2 separate regions of the Mus musculus genome follow, and region 1 is linked to region 2. The links are chromatin contacts, called in public promoter capture Hi-C maps. All regions are on one chromosome and are shown on one strand. The core of a region is the stretch at or near the end of the contact, and the rest is flanking DNA. Distances in the headings are between cores, read along the strand shown. Region 1 holds the start of Tgm1 (transglutaminase 1, K polypeptide). Region 2 holds the start of Rec8 (REC8 meiotic recombination protein).

Region 1 (5,821 bases), core at 493-2,992, 95 kb after region 2:
GGCCTTGTGATAAAAAGGCAGAGAGATTGATAGATGGGGGCTAGGGGGATGACCCAGCAAGACCCAGAAAGAGGGGCACATGGAGACATGGAGTCAACCGTGCTGAAGGAGACACAGGGGCCAGCACTGTGAGAAAGACAGTTGCCTCTGGAGGCTTGTGGAAAGCCAGCTTGAGGAAACTGCAGGACCACATCTTTTCTGAGAGCACCACTAGGGGAGCACTATGAATCCGGCACCAGCCTCTTTTGGCAGAGGTGAGGAGTGCCGGGGAGGAGCCTAAAGACCTCTCTAACCTAACACCAGCCCTTCAAGTCTAGGGGCTTTACCCTTCCCATTCCAGGTCCCACTCACCAATGAGGAGCTCAAGGGCAATGCGATCAGAGGACTCATATTCCCGGTTCAAGAAAAGGATCATGTGGAAGGGCTGCCCACGGCGCACAATCAGCTCATCATATTCAAACTCATCCGTGTGGTGCTCTCGGCGGTTCTGGTCTGATCGTGAGCACAGCAGATCCACACCAGTCACAACCAGCATTCCCTCTGTGAAACCACATCCATGGGTCAGTGAAGAGTTCACGAAGAGCCCAGTCCCTCCTCAGAAGTCTCAGAAGCCCCCTTAGAGATGCCAGGATAAACCTTAGGTTCCATAAAGGCTCAGCTCTAGGTTAAGGTGTGTAATCTCACCTCGGATGGTGCCATCTCCAGCTGCATTTACACCACTGCCCCGAGACTCGGGTCTTCGGCCACCCCGAGAGTCCCTACCCCGGGAGCTGGTCCCTCTGCTTCTGGAGCCAGAAGGTTCAGGTCCCCAGTCATCGTCCCCTCTGTTCCCACATGAGCAGCAGCCACAACAACGAGCCCAGAAGGAGCGGCCTCCTCCTCGGCGGGAGCGCGAGCGTCTGTCTGGCTCCGGCACCGGCTCTGGCTCCGGTGACGGTGTTGTAGGGGGCTGCCAGGGGCTCCTGCCCCAGCGGCCCACGTCTGAGCGAGGACCTTCCATTGTGCCTGTGTAGAAGAGACAGAGGGTGCTCATTCACTCAGATCTCCTGTGCCTGGGATGTCCATCCCACCCACCCAGAAACTCTATCCAGAGAAATTGGTTCAGTACCAGCTAGGTGACTGGGATAATCACATTCTCACCCTGAGATGCCCCAAAGACCCTATTCAGTCACCCAGAAGAAGCACCTTATATTGCAGAGAAAAACCTCCTCTCCACCTTGCTATAGACACTCTCAAATCATACTAAAAAACAGATGTCCAGTGGAGAAACCATTGAAGATCCATCTGAGGAAATGCACAGTTGCCTAAGAGAACACCTCCAAACCCTGTATATATCGGTCTCTCCACCCGCTGGCTTCTCAGTTTAGAGGTCCAGCCTCTAGGACTATTTAACAGCAGGTAGGAGGCATAGGGGTCAGAGTCCCCCGACATGCCTCACGTCTGGACAAACTTCAGGCAGGGCTGCGGAGATGGCACAGCAGGCGTAAGCAGAGTTTGGCCCCAGGAAAATTGGGTCTCAGCCCACAGCAGGTACGCACTGGAGATCGGTCCTTTCTGGGCTTGGGCTGTGTGTCCCTTGACAGCGAAGGCCCGCTGTGGCTCAGCACTGAGGTAAGGTGTAAGCTGGAGCCTCTCACCTGGCAGCGGTGTTGGTGATGGCACCACCGGGTCCCGGGCCCGGGTGGAGCAGGTCAGGGCGTTTGGGACGGGACCAACAGGCTGGACGTAGCCACGCGAGTGGAAGGTGTAGGGCGGGCCGGGTAAGCAGTTTATGAGGGGAGGGGAGGCGGGGCCGAGTTTCTGGGAAAAGGGGAAGAGGGTTGCTTCATCCCTCCTGTCAAGAGGCCAGTCTCTGGGGGCTGTCCTCTGGTAGGGGCGGGAAAGACTGGCTCCACCCACTTTCTCCTTTCTAGGAACTGAGGTCATGCTAAGGAGGGGGTCCGGATCAAAGTTCTGTCAGACCTGAGGCTGAAGTGAAAAGGAAAGGCGTTTGGTGACGGATCCCACACCAACTTGATTCTTACCACACTAGGTGTTCAGAGAGCAAAGAGAAGGGCTCTTCCACTCAGGCCTGCAGGGCAGATCTGTTCCCTAGCTGGAGATGCCTCCTTTTGCTCTCAGAGGGCCCTGCTGCTAAGCTCTCTTGTAGCACCCACCGGGCTTGGCCCTGTGAAACTGGTCCCTGGGACTGGAACTTCTTTTGCCTAGGAAGGTCCCAGTACCTCAGGCTGCAGACAGATGACATCAGCGGCCAGGCCCTCAAACTGGCTCCACCTGTCAGTCCCTGACCAGCCAGCTCTACCAGGTCTTCTCATGCCCCTCAGCATACTGCACCCTTCTGTCTCTCTTTCAGCTGTTCCACAGCCCCCAGAATGAGTGGGCTATCTCTGTTTCTTCTAAGTTCGAGATCCTCCCAGCTTGAAAGTCTCGGGAAGGCTTAGGTCTTGGCTTGCTTTCAGGTCTGGGTGGACAGGAGCCTCCTCCCCAGGCTACCTGGTATTCCCTTCTTTCACTGAGAGTGTCTCATCAGCTGGAGGTAAGCATTTCCCCTCATTTGCAGCCTGGAATTCTTCTTGAGAATCCAGACCAACCGGCTCCAGGAACACACTCTCTGTCCTTTCCAGCTCCTGCCCTGGCTCTGGGTGAACCGTCAGAGATGTCATTAAAACTGCCCCAAGGCAGAGAGGAGCCAGACAGCTTTAGGGAGGCTCTCTCTGGCCCTGTCCGAGGCACCGCACCGACAACTAGGACCTCTTCACTCCGCTCCATGGGCCACCATCAAAGATAGTGAAAATAGCATTGGCAAAAAAAAAAAAAAAAAAAGAAAGAAAAAGAAAAGAAAAGAAAAGAAAAGAAAAGAAAAGAAAAGAAAGACAGACACAAAGCAGCATCCTAGGCAGCAATCTGTTTGGAAATGTATCCTGTACAAAGGTATCCAGGGAAGTAGGAACAGCTCCAGGATCTACATATACACTGATTGGTTGTTTGGTTTTTTTGTTTGTTTTTGTTTTTTGTTTGTTTTGAAATGATCTCACATATAGCCCAGGCAGACTTTGAGCTCACAGTAACTCTCCTGCTTTAACCTCCCAAGTGCTGGGATTACAGAAGAAGGCTGACAGTAAGCATGGTGTGAGTTTTTCCCTGTTCAGCTGGCAAGCCTTGGAACCTAGCAGACTTCTAACACATAGCAATGAAGACCAAAATTCAAGGCAGGTGTGTGGCGGGTCAGCCAAAGGGCTTCACTTGGGGACTGTTTGTGTATCACTTAGGATACAAGAAGAGGAGTGGCTTCAAGGGGCGGGGCATGTGAGCACACGTGTGCCCGGCAGATTCCAGTGAAGCAGGAAAGTGCCTGGTTTTGCTACACTCTTCTTCTTTTAACCAGTCACCCTCTTTTCCCACTATGCTAAGGTTGACTCATTGCCCTAACCCCTGAGCCACTCCCTCGAGCCCTTGTTCCCTGCGGCTTTCAAAGCCACAACAGTGTAGTGGGGTGCACCTCAGGAGTAGACTCCCATCTAAATACCTTGGCAAGTTGAGGCCAGGCCTCTGTTTAATCATTCTATATTAATATAGAAACAGGAAAAGCGCTAAATCACTAAAGCAAAGAGTTTAGTATGTGGCTTCAGCATGCAGAGCTCAGCAACCCTGGGCAGGTCAGAACAGTTTGTCAGTTCAAATGTTTTAATCATCTCATCCCTGAGTGTATGAGGATCAAATGGGACCAGAGTTCCCAAGGGCTTTTCAACCACAGAATGTAATCCACAGAGACCAATATTGTCATTTGAACCGGGTGGGGCAAGATGCTGTGACACATTCTTCCTCAAACACTGAGAGGTCCTGAGCCTACTCAGTTGTGAGTAAAACGGGGGCCAGGGCAGAAAGGCTGAAGGTGGCAGGCTCACAGGAGAAAGGTTCACAGTCTTTTCCAGCTAGAGACAGCTCTTCTGGCTTTTTGTTTTTGTTCTTTCAAGACAGGGTTTTTCTGTATAGCCCTGGCTGTCCTGTAACTCACTCTGTAGACCAGGCTGGCCTCTAACTCAGAAATCTGCCTGCCTTTGCCTCCCAAGTGCTAGGATTAAAGGCCTGTGACACCACTGCCCGGTGAGAAAGCTTTTCTTTTCTTAAAGATTTATTTATTATTATATGTAAGTACACTGTAGCTGTCTTCAGACACCAGAAGAGGGTGTCAGATCTTATTACAGATGGTTATGAGCCACCATGTGGTTGCTGGGATTTGAACTCAGGACTTTCAGAAGAACAGTCAGCGCTCTTAACCGCTGAGCCATCTCTCCAGCCCCGAGACAGCTCTTCTGATGAGCAGTCCAAACCACAACCTGATCCTAATTCCTATCCCAGCTTCAAGCTCAGGCACCACGATAGCCCAAAACTGATGGTGAACTCAGACCCAGCCCTGGTCCTGACCAGCCATAAACACTGAGGGTCTTGGTAGACAGAATCACAGGACAGTGGCCCCATACCCCAGAGAGCCCCTCCCTTCCTTTTTCCAAAATGCACAGTGGTGGTAATGGAGGAAGTGTTGTCAGGGCAGCAGTAATGGTAGCTTGGCAGCCTAGAGGGGCCTCTCCAGTCTTTATTCAGTCCCAATAAGTTAAAGGGTGAGGGTGAGATGGGGCCTCCTAGGTGAGGATGCTGCTGACGGACGGTAGCATCTCAGCCAAACGCTCCCGGATGCCCTCTTCTTGGCACAGCGAGTTGCCCTGCAGGTTGAGGAAGACTAGCCTGGGGCAGGAGGCAAGAGTCTGAAGTGCAGCAGACTGCTGGAGGCCTTGGGCGGTGGAGTCAAGGAAAGCTCAATAGTTCTACCCCACCCACTGTCTGCTACTGGACACTCCAGAGCTGGAAGCTGCTGCTTGGAAGCAAGTCTGATGGTTTCTTACAGACTGTAGAATGCCTAGCTGAAGAGGGGACTGTGGGAAGCAGGACCTTGTGCGGGCATAGAGGTGGAGAGGGCTCTCAAAGTGGCTCTTAGTATTTATAAGTGGATATGTGGAAATGTGGGTCAAAGATGCTCTAACCCTCCGATTTCAAGAGGGATCAAAGAATTCTTTAAAATATGGACCTTCCTGATCTTTAGACTACTCTGTGGTTCCTAAGGATCTCCACAGGCTGCCTGCCTGTGAACTCTGGCTTGTGAAGTCACACGCTACAGAACTCCAGAGTCGAAGTTAATCATAGTCACAGACAGCCTCAGGCAATCATCTCCCTTCAGCTCACCCTGCCCAAGCCCTGTTTCCTGTCCTGCCTTGAGATGACCCTGTCTCTGTGTGTGGTTTGTCCCCCTGCAGGCTGCTCCTTGCCCTATGAGCTGTCTGCTCTCTGCCTCTGCGGTTTGCCCCCCTGCAGCCTGCTCCTTGCCCTAGAAACTGTCTGCACAGTAGACTGAAGGAAGGATACGGTTATTACATAGTAACAGCTCCCGCAGCCGGGGAAGGTTAGCCACGCCGTCCAAGTTCTCCAGGACATTATCACTGGCCTGCAACACCTGAGGAGCAGGAAGTTGAGGGAGCATAAGGTCAAACACACAGCCTGGAACTAGTACAAGCCATGGACAGCCCGGAATGACCAGCTTAGGTGTGTGAAAAAGCTCACAGGGCCAGCCTGGGTAGTCAGGGGGGTGGCAAAGCGGTTACCTGCAGTAGTCAGAGGTCAGAAGGTCCTGCTATAACACAGGCAAACTTCTGAGTGGAAAAGGGACACTCCAGACAGAATGGGAGGGAATCGATACTTTACCTCGAGACAGCGCAGAGCAGCCAGGGCTGGGGGCAAGGCTCGGAGACGATTATGGGACAGGTCAAGA
Region 2 (5,820 bases), core at 2,023-4,522:
ACATTAGAATTCAACACAGCAAAAGTCCGAGTCAGGCTTTCAGGAGCTGTGTGGTCCACAAGAGATAGTATGAGTTCTGCTTTGCCCCAGCTATCAGGATGGGGCTCGGGAGTCAGGTGGTGGCCCATATATTTGATCTCAGTGCTTGACAGAAGCAGGCAGATCTCTGTGAGTTCGAGGCCGGCCTGGTCTACAGAGCAAGTTCAAAGACAGCCAGGGCTACACAGAGAAACTGTCTCAAAAATTTTTAAAAAACAAAGAAAGAAAGAAAGAAAGAAAGAAAGAAAGAAAGAAAGAAAGAAAGAAAGAAAGAAAGAAAGAAGGAAGGAAGGAAGGAAGGAAGGAAGGAAGGAAGGGAAGGAAAGAAGGAAGGAAAGAAGGAAGGAAAGAAGGAGGGAAGGAAGGAAGGAAGGAAGGAAGGAAGGAAGGAAGGAAGGAAGGAAGGAAGGAGAAAAAAAGAAAAAGGAAAAAAAAAGCTAGGCTTTAGGCCAGGTTCCTCAAACCCTGTGGTGTTATGTTTAAGTGTATGTGTATGCATGCATGTGTGTGTGTGAATTCGTGTGTGTGTGTGTGTGTGTGCGTGCATGCACACCTGTGTATATTTTGTGTTCCACATTCATGCAAGATCCTGAGGAAGTCAGAAAAGAGCATCAGATTCCCAGCAGCTAGAGTTACAGATGGTGGTGAGAAGCCTCGGAGAAAGCAAATCTGGATCCTCGGCAAATCTGCTCCTGACAACTGAGCCGCCTCTCTGCCTGTGTTTTGGTTTTGTTTCCTTGAGACAGAGTCTCACTATATAGCTCTGGCTGTCCTGGAACTAACTAGGTAGACAAGGCTGGCCTTGAACTCACAGAGATCTATTTGCCTCCCTAACTGCTGGGATTAAAGAGCATGTCACCACACCCTGCTTGCTGTGTTTGTTTGTTTTATTTTTTTTTGAGACAAGGGCTCAACTAGCCCAAGCTGAAATCGCTATCCAGCCCAGGCTGGCCCTGAACTCTGGCAGTTTTCCTGCCTCAGTCTCCCTCTCAGTGCTGGGGTTATATGTATGAGTCACTATACTCAGCCTCTCAATCACTTTTGGCCATAGCCATGTATGCTGTAAATATAAGGCAACTAAATGTGACAAATACTGTACTTAACTTAGCTAGAAGCCAGACGTTCTGGAAAAATTCCACCCTCCTCTACTCTGAGCTCCAGACTGAAGGGTCAAAGGTCAGATCAGTTGCCACAGAACTAAGTCTTTTGTTTTGTTTTTGGTTTTTTTTGAGACAGGGTTTCTCTGTGTAGCCCTGGCTGTCCTGGAACTCACGCTGTAGACCAGAGCCTTGAACTCAGAAATACACTTGCCTCTGCCTCCCAAGTGCTAGGATTAAAGGCATGCACCACCAATGCCTGGCCAGAACTAAGTCTTAACATCAGAGCCTAAGTGAGGCATGGTGGTGCATGCTTTTAGTCCCGGAACTCAAGAGGCAGAGGCAAGTAAATCGCTAAATTTGGGGCCAACCTGGTCTACAGAGCAAGTTTCAGGACATCCAGGGCTACACAGAGAAACCCTGTCTCAAAAAAACAAAAACAAATAAAAAAAAACAAGCAAAAAAAAAAAAAAAAAAAGAATGAAAGAAAGGAAAGATTAAGAGAAAAAGAATATGTGCTTTCTTTGAATTCTTAGGTTTTTGAGCTAGTCCTCAGGATAGCCCAGGCTGCTGTGCAACTCTGAAGAGAAGAAGGCTGTCCTTCAACTCCTGTCCTTCCTCCCAAGTACTGAGGTTACAGGGCTGCACACACCTTTATTTTTTTGTTTTGTTCTTGGCTTTGTTTGCTTGGTTTTGAAACAGGGTCTCACTATACAGTTCTGGCTAGCCTGAAACTCACTGTGTAGACCATCATGGCCTCAGACTCACAGGATTCGTGGGACTCTGGCTTCAGAGTGCTTGGATCAAAGGCTGGTTTTTGTTGTTGTCGTTTCCCTTTCTTGCAGTACTGAGCTGAGCTCAGGGCCTTGTGTGTGTATGTGTGTACATATGTATATATGTGAATATGCATATGTGTATATATGTATATACACATATATGCCAGTCAGGCTTTCTACGACTGAGCTACATTTCCACATCTCCAGCCCAGTTTTTACTTTTTACTTTTTACTTTTTTTTTTTTTTTTTTTTTGAGACAGGATTTCATTATCTCTCCCTAACTGGTCTGTAGACCAGGCCAGTCTCAAACTCTTAAGAGATCCTCCTGTTGCTGAGATAAAAGTATTATGCCCAGCTCATGAGACCCCTGCTTCCCCAAGAGACCACCAGGGCCCCCAATTCTGATGCAAATACTTGTGAGAGTCTTTATTCAAGCTCGAGCTTGGGCTACAAACCTTCCTGATGGAACAGGAAGGAGAGTGACCCCAGCTCTAGGTGAAGGGGTTTATAAAGGAAAAAAACCTGCAAGCAGGGGTTTCTTAGCCCTGGCATTACATGAAAGGGTAAAGGAATGTTGGCCTCTCAATGCTGGGGGGCATATCGCTTCAAGGACAGCAGGCAGTAGCTTTTTCCAAGTACAGCAGCTTATAGTAGAGTTTATTCTGCTACCTCAGTCCCTTCAAGAGGTGTGCACACCACTCTTGGCCTGTTTTGTTTTTTGCTTAGAGCTAGTGTTCAAATTGTCTAGGCTGGCTTTGAACCTGCCTCCCTTCCAAGTAGCAGCTGAGATTATAGGAGTTTGTAGTTACAGCTCCCTTGGCTGTTTTCTTTCTTGTTGAATAAAAGGCCACCTCACACAGTTTCTTGCACTTAGCACAGCACAGACCCTTACTGGGCACAAAATCGGGTTGGTGAAATTTAGGAGTAAGGACAGGTCCTATGCTCAGGCAAGGTACCTTCTCTTACATCTCTGTATCATAAACAGCACCAAGGCATCTGCCCTTCACATGACCCCGGCTCCTAAAAGATACTTTGTCAGCTGTCGCCAGGGAGAGAGACTGGATTTTCTCTCCGTTTATTGGTCAGCTTTGCACCTTGGCGAAGTCCTTGTTACTACCCGAGAACGAGAGGCCATTGGCCAGAACACCTCACAATGCCTTGGTAGCGCTCAGAATTCTCGTGATTGGCTGGCGACTATTCTCCAAGAGCCTATGGCCTGGAACTGAGTTCTGCTGCCTGGCTCCAGGAGTCTTTGAGTTTCTTCTGGCGCGGCTTCTCATTGGCTGTCGGTGGTACAAAGCCTTGGAGAGTGTGCACCTGATCCCGCTGGAGGGCGACAGGACCTAGAGCAAGGTCCAGAAGCTCAACGACGACGACTACGGCGGCGGCGGCGGTGGTGGTGGTGGTGGTGGTGGTGGTGGCGGGCAGCAGAGTCGAAGAAGGCCTCTTGACCAGAAGAGGACTCAGTCTTCTTTGAAGATCTGTTCTGTGTCTCTGCCCGGGTTTTTCTTGGAGCTCCGCATCTCTGCCTGGACAGAATCCTGATGGTATGGTGCGCGTTGTGCAGACCTTTTTAGGAATGGCCAAAGGAGGGATGCTTAGCTCCTGTGTCTTTGGTTACCTCCTAATTCAGTTGTATAGTCAGTCGTTTTACTAATTGGGCTTTTTGCATCCATATCTACCACACCCCCGTCCAAATTCCTACTCTTCAATGGTGCTGGAAATCTCGTATTCTCAAGAATTCGGATTGAGATCCAAACGGGATTGGTGCAGGGAAGGTGAACCCAGGAGCAAAGATGTTCTACTATCCTAACGTGCTTCAGCGCCACACAGGCTGCTTCGCCACCATCTGGTGAGCACAGGGCTGATGGCTATGCCAGGAGCCAGGTAGTGGGATCTCCCCTTGACAAGCCGTTCCTGCCCCCACCCCTCCAGGCTGGCAGCAACCCGAGGCAGCCGTTTGGTGAAGCGTGAATACCTAAATGTGAATGTGGTAAAGACCTGGTAAGATCCAGAAAAGAGGGAGGAATCGCTGGTGTGGGGCTTCTGGTTTTTGGGTGTTGCATTGATCAGGGCTTCTTGTTCTCCCAGCGAGGAAATCCTCAATTATGTGCTGGTAAGAGTGCAACCTCCGGTGGCCGGGCTGCCCCGCCCCCGCTTCTCCCTCTATCTCTCCGCCCAGCTTCAGATTGGTGTGATAAGGGTCTACTTTCAACAGTGCCAGTACCTTGTGGGTAAGGCTAGAGACTCCAGAGGTGGGCTAGAGCTGAAGGAGCCATGACTAGGTTGTTTATTTTACCGTTTTCACCCACAGAAGACATCCAGCATATCCTGGAGCACCTACATCGTGCCCAGCTGCGGATTCGCATTGATATGGAGGAGGCTGACCTGTGAGGCCCTGGGACTGAAACCATCCATACCAAGCTGCTTGGCCTCGTGCATTGTGTGTGTGTGTGTGTGTGTGTGTGTGTGTGTGTGTGTGTGTGTGTGAGAGAGAGAGAGAGAGAGAGAGAGAGAGAGAGAGAGAGAGAGAGAGGAGAGAGAGAGAGAGAGAGAGAGAGTAGGGGTAGAGGATCGGGAAGGGGGTAGGGAGAGAGGGCACTGTATGCATGTGGAGGTCAGAGAACAGCCAATAAAGTGGGCTCTCTTCCTTATGCTAGTTCAAATTCAGGGATGAAATTAGGGACTGTGGGGTTTGGTGGCATCACCTTTACCAGCCGAGCCATCCCACTCACCCTCAGTCTCTCTCCTTTACATCCCTGTTCTCGCCCAGACCTAGCTTGCTTCTTCCCAACTGCCTGGCCATGATGGAGACGCTGGAAGATGCCCCAGAACCCTTTTTTGGGAAGATGTCTGTGGATCCTAGACTTCCCAGTCCTTTTGATATTCCTCAGGTAGGGTTCACTCCCTTAGGACCCCTCAGAAATCACGAGATAACAGCGTAGGAGGAGGAGTTAGTTGGTGTTCCTGTCACTCTGGAGCTGAGATTTAGGAATGGGACATTGCCATGGAACAAGGGGGTTGCTGGGTGCAAGCAAGCAGAGCCCCAGATCCTGCTTACGAAAGGGCCAACCTGATAGGATGGTGTCCTCGCCAGAGGTGTTCTCCCTGCCACCTCCCACCGTTCCCACCACCGAGACCCTACTCTCAGGCTTCACCTGGTTATGTTGGCTTTTCTTCCCTGTCTTCTTCCATCTCCCACAACTTAGATTACATTACTCCAGCCACCATTTCCCATCTAAGCAGCGGGTCCTGAATGCAGACAGTAACAGCATCCAGGGATCCCTCGGTACCTGGATTTAGGGGTTCTCATCCCTACTCTGTCCTCTTCTCTAGACACCTTAGTTCCCAAACCCCAGCCCATTGCACATGTCCCATAGGTGCCACAATTACTTGTGACAGTGAGCATCCCAACAGTGTAAGAGTGGCCAGTCATTCTCTGCTAGTCAGGTTCTACTTGTCCTTCCAGACTTAGCTCAGATGCCACCCTTTCCATGAAATCATCCCACTTGAAGCCAAAAGTAAATGATGCCTGGAATCTGAATGCTTTGCTAAGGCTGCTTTTTCATAGATCTATTAGAATTGTACACAAATTTGTCTCCACCACCAGCTACCCATGACAACACAAATTGACCAGGCTAATTTGGGGGGTGAGCTTAGGGCCGGGACAGGAGGGACACTAGGTGGTGGTGGCCTCTGACATACTGTTGTCAAATGGCACAAACATCTGTTAGGGCTGGAGGGGTAGTCTACTGGTAGAGTATTTGCTTACCATGTACAAGGCCCTAGATTTGATTCCCCAAACACACTCACACATACAGACATACTACACACATACACACTCACACTGGATGTGGTAATGTAAGCTAAAATAAGAATTCAAGAGTCTCAAGGAGGGCTGGAGAGA

The links. Capture Hi-C pulls out chosen DNA fragments and counts their contacts.
Region 1: a promoter capture Hi-C map of adipose tissue shows a contact between it and region 2. The contact joins the promoter of Tgm1 here to the promoter of Rec8 in region 2. A contact is called at or near these places in 11 of 39 promoter capture datasets (the C10 cell line, cranial neural crest, embryonic stem cells and 6 more), 2 of 15 datasets of contacts at CTCF or cohesin (CD8 T cells and large pre-B cells), 5 of 484 Hi-C or Micro-C datasets (B cells, effector CD8 T cells, embryonic stem cells and 2 more), 10 of 115 datasets of contacts at active chromatin or transcription factors (CD8 T cells, the HPC-7 cell line, the SCID.adh cell line and 4 more) and 4 of 9 other capture datasets (adipose tissue, embryonic stem cells, liver and 1 more).

What each region holds. Positions count from the first base shown.
Region 1 is chr14:55,711,750-55,717,570 of GRCm38.p6, forward strand. It overlaps Tgm1 (transglutaminase 1, K polypeptide), which reads right to left and starts at 1,743. Exons shown (of 15, transcript NM_001161714.1): 1 at 1,638-1,743; 2 at 685-1,005; 3 at 352-540. The coding sequence starts at 1,000. Rabggta (Rab geranylgeranyl transferase, a subunit) reads right to left here. Exons shown (of 17, transcript NM_001360387.1): 15 at 5,755-5,821; 16 at 5,419-5,506; 17 at 4,115-4,789. The coding sequence ends at 4,641.
Region 2 is chr14:55,614,894-55,620,713 of GRCm38.p6, forward strand. Rec8 (REC8 meiotic recombination protein) reads left to right here and starts at 3,273. Exons shown (of 20, transcript NM_020002.3): 1 at 3,273-3,460; 2 at 3,653-3,765; 3 at 3,849-3,917; 4 at 4,005-4,147; 5 at 4,228-4,303; 6 at 4,687-4,807. The coding sequence starts at 3,710.